Regions from separate parts of the Danio rerio genome. Here region 1 is linked to region 2. Evidence: chromatin contacts called from public Hi-C data. All regions are on one chromosome and are shown on one strand. Each heading gives the region's core, a stretch centred on a gene start, on an enhancer-like site or on the middle of the called end of the contact. The rest is flanking DNA. Distances are from core to core; before and after follow the strand shown. Region 1 overlaps cdc14ab (cell division cycle 14Ab). Region 2 holds the start of slc30a7 (solute carrier family 30 member 7).

Region 1 (3,396 bases), core at 742-3,241, 61 kb before region 2:
GGATATGGATAGCAACTGTGATGTTAAAACTGTCCATGTGTCTGTACTATTCATATACAGTTTGAAAAGTAATCATAATGAATGTGTTTTTAGCCTCTAGAAGGGTTCAAACTATACAAGCTTAAATCATTTTATGCCTCCTTTGTATCTGTATTTACCAATGTCCACTTATGATCTGGCAAAGTGCATCCTAATGCCAAGTGTAAATGGAGCCGAAGTTGTCAAAACTGGATTTTTTCCAAACTAGTTCAGACCCTGTTTACAGCTAGATTTAGTGTTACTACTTGTGATGTAAATGAGGTCGATGTAGTTAAAGTCAGACCAGTTCAAACCCAGTTTAATGCCGGGTGTAAATGAGGTCAAATTAGTTAAAATCAGACCAGTTTAGACCCAGTTTACATCTACATTTAATTTTTACTTCTTGTGATTGAACAAAAAGCATCTAATACCCGGTGTAAATGAGGTCAAAGTAGTTAAATCAGGCCAGTTTAGACCCAGTTTACACCTAGATTTAGTGTTTACTTGTGATTGATCAAAAAGCATCTTAATGCCAGGTGTAAATGAGGTCGAAGTAGTTAAATCAGACCAGTTTAGTCCCAGCGTACAGCTATGTTAAGGTGTGCAATAAGATTAAGGAAAGCACATGTTATTTTTCGGGTGTAAAGTGACTAAAGCATTCAAAAAGGACAAGCTTAAACCTGTTCAGACCCAGTTTACACCTGTATTTAGTGTTCTCTGCATGTTATAGGATGGAAACGCAATTAAATTTAACACTAATATTTAAGTTTGTCCACTCAAGATATTTTCTGGTGTAAAGTGACCGAATTGGTTAAAAAAAAGGGACAGGCTTAAAATGTTTAAGACCAGGGCTGCCCATCCCTGTTCTTGGAGATCTACTTTTCTGCAGAGCTAAGCTCCAACCCTGATCAAGCACAACTAAACTGACTGAAGCTGCGGTCACACTAGAGTTTAAGCTTGCAAAATTCTGTCGTGTAGCGCTGTGGAAAGGGGCAATAAACTAGATAAGTAGACATTCAAAAAAACGAGCGATTGCTCTATATTTTAAATTTCTGTCCAGAGAGGTCATGTTTTGATCCTCGATTGGTCTCATGCACTCAAGTGATGCGATTTCACAGGTCAGAGTTCACCAAGCTTGAACGTTGCAATATAGCGAACTATGAAATTTGATGTACAACCTTGCATTTACGGTCTGACGCATTCACGTGCAAATAAAGAAAGTCTGTGGGGAAAAAATGCATTGTGACCGCAGCTTAATTAGGATCTGAAGGGGCACTTGGTAATTACAGACAGGTGTGTTGAATCAGATGAACTCTGCAGGAAGGTAGATCTCCAGGAACTGAATTGGGCACCCCTGATTTTGACCATGTTCAAACATCTAATTAGCATTGTGTATTTGTGTAACTTTTTTTTTTCGACCAATCACAGCGGGTTTAGGCCGGACAGGCACTCTAATTGGCTGCTACCTGATGAAGCACTACCGTTTCACATCTGCCGAAGCCATCGCTTGGATCCGCATCTGCAGACCTGGCTCTATTATTGGACCCCAGCAGCATTATTTAGAAGAGTAAGTCCCACAATGCACCACTTTGAGCCGCTCAATACCTTCTTTTTCTCTATTGTGTGTTACTTTTACATAACGCAGACAAGTGCTCTAACTTTGGTATATTGGGAGAGCGGTTTTCAAGAGCGCGGATCTAGAAGGTCAACACATGTTTTGCCTGAGTCATCCAATTCAGGCTTGCAAGTTTGATTTGGCTTTTGCCTATCAATTTCGTGCAGCATATAGGCAGATTGCGGTTCATTGTCATGTGTGAGTTAAAACAGAGCACTGGTCATGCGAAGGTCAGTTCAAGCTAATCTCTCGAGTGTGTTTTTTTGTGCTGACGTGATGCCGCAATGTGATTTTTGAATGCCCACCACGGGATAGATGAATGTTATCATCAGGCATATTTTCCTCCTTAGGCCATTGTGAGACGTGTGAGATTCTGTTCCTGCTTGCTGAGCACAATGTGCCTGTTATCTGGCATTAAGTGGACAGTTCAGTCCGAGCGCAGATTTCTTCCCATACAGCTGAATTGTTTGTCCGAAACACCATATCCTCAGGACGTTGATGGGGAATTGTTGTTTTTTGTACCTGTACAGGAAGCAGGCCAGTCTCTGGGCTCATGGTGATAGTCTACGGTCCAAGCAGAGGCAGTATCAGGACAGATCAGTGCCTCAGCTTATCTCCAGTATGGACAACCTCTCCATCAGCACCTCCATCTTTAAATCCCACAGCTTGGACCGGATGGAGGAGGTGAGGCCTACAGGGACATTTCAATTCATTTATTTTTTATATATAATAAAAAGTGATTTATATTGGGGATCATTAATTGCATAGTTATATGGCATTTATTTAATTTTTATTTTATATAATATTTTAGCCATTTAAGCTCATTTCACAGTGTTAAATTCTAATTTTTTTAAATATTTAAATTGTATTCATGTCAGCTATTAAATGATCAGCTGCTTTAGCATATTTGTTTGATATCTAGTATTGTGAAAACCATGTAAAGTATCATAAAATATATTGGTTAATCTGATATCATTCAAATAGTTAAGAAAATACTTCATGCCTTTTGCTATATCGTTCTGAATTTAAAGGATTAGTTCATCCAAAAATTAACGTTATCCCATAATTGAACTTAAAGCCATCGTAGGTGTGTGTGACTTTCTTCTTTCAGACTTACACAGTCAGGGTAGTTTGAAATGTAATCCATTCTCTTCTATGATGTATAATGGTGTTGGTTGGTGGCTTTTATTTTGAAGCTTCCAAAAGTGCATAAGTCATTCATTAAACTAACCCTCACACTGCCAAGGGGTTAGCGCATGTCTTCTGAAGTAAACCTGTGTTTTTTTTTGGAACAGAAGTATTTAACGTTAGCTACGTTTTCACTCACTTATTTTATGTGCATTTTGGATATGCACGAAATAAAATTGTTTAAAGGAAATCCTACGATGGCATAAGTTTTGAAAATGTGCATAAACATATGCGCATACCTAAGTAGGATAAACAAATTCCAGTATGCGCAATTAAAAACCTATGTGGTTTTGTTCTAATAAAAAGTGATGATGAAAATGTGTGTGAATAGACAAATCAGCAGTTGAGCACATTGTTAAACATGAAATGTTGTTTTGATCATTCTAAAATGCCTTTACCGTTTCAGTATTAGTGTTATTATATTATTAATTACCTCCAGAACTGTCAAGAGTGTCTGTGCTACGTGTCTGACTTGTCGGCATACTGTCTTCTGAGGTTCAAGTCATTTATTGAATAAAGAAAAGATTCACGCAGCTTCTCCTACCGCAGCAAATTCCGTTTTTACTTTTGTTATT
Region 2 (3,169 bases), core at 30-2,529:
GAGTCCCGGCTGGGTCTGTTGGCATTTCTGTGTGGAGTTTGCATTTTCTCCCCATGTTCGCGTAGGTTTCCTCCAAGTGCTCCGGATTCCCCCAACAGTTTAAAAACATGCCCTATAGGCCTATAATTGAATAAACTAAGTTGTCTGTAGTGTATGTGTGTAAATGAGTGTGTATGGATGTTTCTCAGTGCTGGGTTGCAGCTGGAAGGGCATCCGCTGCGTAAAACATATACTGGATGAGTTGGTGGTTCATTCTGCTGTGGCGACCCCAGATTAATATAGGGACTAAGCCAAAGTAAAATGAATGAATTATGATTTGAAATTCTTACATTTATAACTTTTCCCCCTGAGTAAACTATAAAATATTGCATGGACAATCAATCATTTTTAAATACTGAACTTACTCAACTTTACAACTGTATATATAAAATTAATAAATAAATGAATGAATGAAACATATACTCAGTTTAAAATTAAATAATAATAAAATGAATATTTCTAACATGAATAGGTTAAGGAATGCAATATCTATTATTTATTAATAAATTATCAAATATATGGATTAAATTATTTTTAACATGGCTGAAAAAATGAATAAATGAACCTGGAATGAACGAACGAACGAACGAACGAACGAACGAACGAACGAATGAATGAATGCTTTGAGAAAATAAAAAAAGTCAATATTTTTAGAATGGATGAGCTAATTAATGTATTACCTATTTTCAATTAATCGATAACTCAAGATGTAAACAAACAAACAAACAAAACAAAAAAACAAATACCCAAATGAATGAATAGCTAAATAAATGAATGAATTAATTAATGAATAAATGGAGTAAAATAAAGATTGTTAGTATTTTTAACATACAAACAAATTTATACATTAATAAATTAATAATGAATGAATAACAGAATGAAAGAATGGATAAGATAATTTTAAGTATTTTTAACAACAAATAAATAAATACACAAATTAATCAATGAAACTGAATGATTGAATGAATGAATGGAGTGAAATAAAATTGTTAGTATCTTTTAAAACAAATAAATAGGCTACACAAATTAATTTATGAATGAGTCAAATAAAAAATGTTTGTATGTTTAACATACAAAACAAAACAATTACACAAATGAATGAATATCTGAATAGCTGAATGAATGAAGGAATGAATTAGTGAAATAAAAATGCTAGTATTGTTAACAAACAAATGAATGCACATGTGAATGAATGAATGAATGAATGAATGAATGAATGAATGAATGAATGAATGACAAATTTTACAACACACACACTCTTACACACTAGGGTCAGTGTCATGACGCACGCGACGTCGACGCCAGGACTCGTCGCTCTCTTGCGTCCAGACGCTCGTGAAGCCGCAGTGCTGCTCAACGGCTACCGGAGAGACGCTTGACTGAAAAATGCTCCCGTTATCAATCAAAGATGACGAGTACAAGCCTGCCAAATTCAACCTGGTCGTCAAGCTATCGGGCTGGTTCAGGTAACGACAACTATCTGCCAAATAATCCTCCGACTTCCCTTCACAGCTGTCGGTTTGCGTGGCTAATGCTGTTAGCATGCTAATAAACTCGCGAGACTTTATTTCGGATTAAAAATCGGATTAAAAACATTATTAATATGATTGAAATATAAATGTAATAAATGTAATACATAAATGTTTCATCTACACCAAAAACAACGCTTATTTTTGGCTAACCAGCTGTTAGCCGGAAGAACTAAAAATTTCACATAAGCTATAATAATTTTATTTTAACTAAGTTAGTCACAACAGATTTTAATTCATTCCACGATTAATTTTGGCTAATAATAGCTTATTTGGAGCACATGTCATATTTCTGAAGCGTTATATTTGAATACATTACAGCAGTGTGTTTGTTAGTTGTGTTTCCAGACCTCGTCTGTCTGGTCAGGCCACTTTTTAAATGAAGTCACTTTCGCTTTTTTGTTTTTGTTTGCTTCAACAGATCAATTCTTGCCGATAAAACGTCTCGGAATCTGTTTTTCTTCTTGTGTTTGAACCTGTCCTTCGCCTTCGTGGAGCTGCTGTACGGCATATGGAGTAACAGGTAACAGCACCAGGGGCCAAACACTAGAAATGCCACGTCGAGCTAAATGTGGGATGCGCTTTTGTTTTGAGCTTGCTCTATTTCTTCTGTTTGGGTGTTTTGATTGGGTTTGTGATTATAGTTTGTCATCATGAGTGTCCATGAGGTGAGGTTGATGATTTATAAATTGCTTGACGTGTCACAAAAGTTGTTGTGGAGGCTGTGTGGACAAAACATCCTGCCTCTGATGATGATGATTATGATGCTCTTGTTTAGATTGAAAGTAATTGAAAGTGTTTACTTATATAAATATTTGCTGACATGGTTCCTGGAATAAGAGGTGAAACTCAGTTGTGTTATTATTAAAATAACAACAACAAAAAGTCACTAATCTGATCAATAATATGTTCTTTTATTACATACATTTTAACACACTTTCATTTATTTTATTTTTTATAATATTGTGCAAAAATGCCACTCATTGAGTCAGTTAATAATAACTTGATTAATAATCAGAAATTATTTCTTAATATTAGCACTGTATTAATATTTTAGTAACAATCGCCCATAGCAATAATGTTGGTTTTAAAAACGATCCTTGTTAACTAATACATGGATAATATTCAGTTGTAAGTCTTTGATAAAGATACAATCCACAATCACACTGAGGATGGCATTGTGCCGAAACGTCTGTGTTTTGTATCACCTAGGAATGTAAAATAAAAACTATACAAAGTAATTGTAATTCTGCTGCAAAATAATCTACCTACGGGTACTAATGAAGTCAACTCAACTCATTACTTAATGTGTGAAACGTGGCCTTCTGAATAATGTTACTGACAAAATTAACGCACCAAAGAAAGTTTAAAAACCGTGAGCGCGCAGTGCAAACTTCATTACTGAAAAATACAATCCACCAAATAAGTATTTTTTTTATAATTCTGCAAATGTTTTATTATTGTTATTGCTGCTTTTTTGATGTTGCTTATTATAATACAAATATTACTGGTAATGTTCTGCAATTTATAACATCATGCGAATGACACTGCATTAGTTGTGCTGTAAAGCTATAATAATAATATTAATAATAATAAAATTA

What was found. A called contact is a pair of places that touch in the nucleus more often than the background predicts.
Region 1: a Hi-C map of hematopoietic stem cells shows a contact between it and region 2, with 4 times the contacts expected there. The contact joins the enhancer-like site here to the promoter of slc30a7 in region 2. A contact is called at or near these places in 7 of 18 Hi-C or Micro-C datasets (caudal fin, embryo, fibroblasts and 3 more) and 1 of 4 datasets of contacts at active chromatin or transcription factors (caudal fin).

Annotation. Positions count from the first base shown.
Region 1 is chr22:15,928,171-15,931,566 of GRCz12tu, reverse strand. It overlaps cdc14ab (cell division cycle 14Ab), which reads left to right. Exons shown (of 15, transcript NM_001128538.1): 10 at 1,447-1,585; 11 at 2,164-2,317. Among named protein-coding and RNA genes, the nearest start is that of gpr88, 30 kb to the right of the region's middle. Within about 2 kb of position 1,991, at least 4 of the 62 cell types and tissues checked have an H3K27ac peak or open chromatin away from gene starts, as enhancers often do.
Region 2 is chr22:15,866,354-15,869,522 of GRCz12tu, reverse strand. slc30a7 (solute carrier family 30 member 7) reads left to right here and starts at 1,279. Exons shown (of 11, transcript NM_001100086.1): 1 at 1,279-1,505; 2 at 1,990-2,091. The coding sequence starts at 1,426.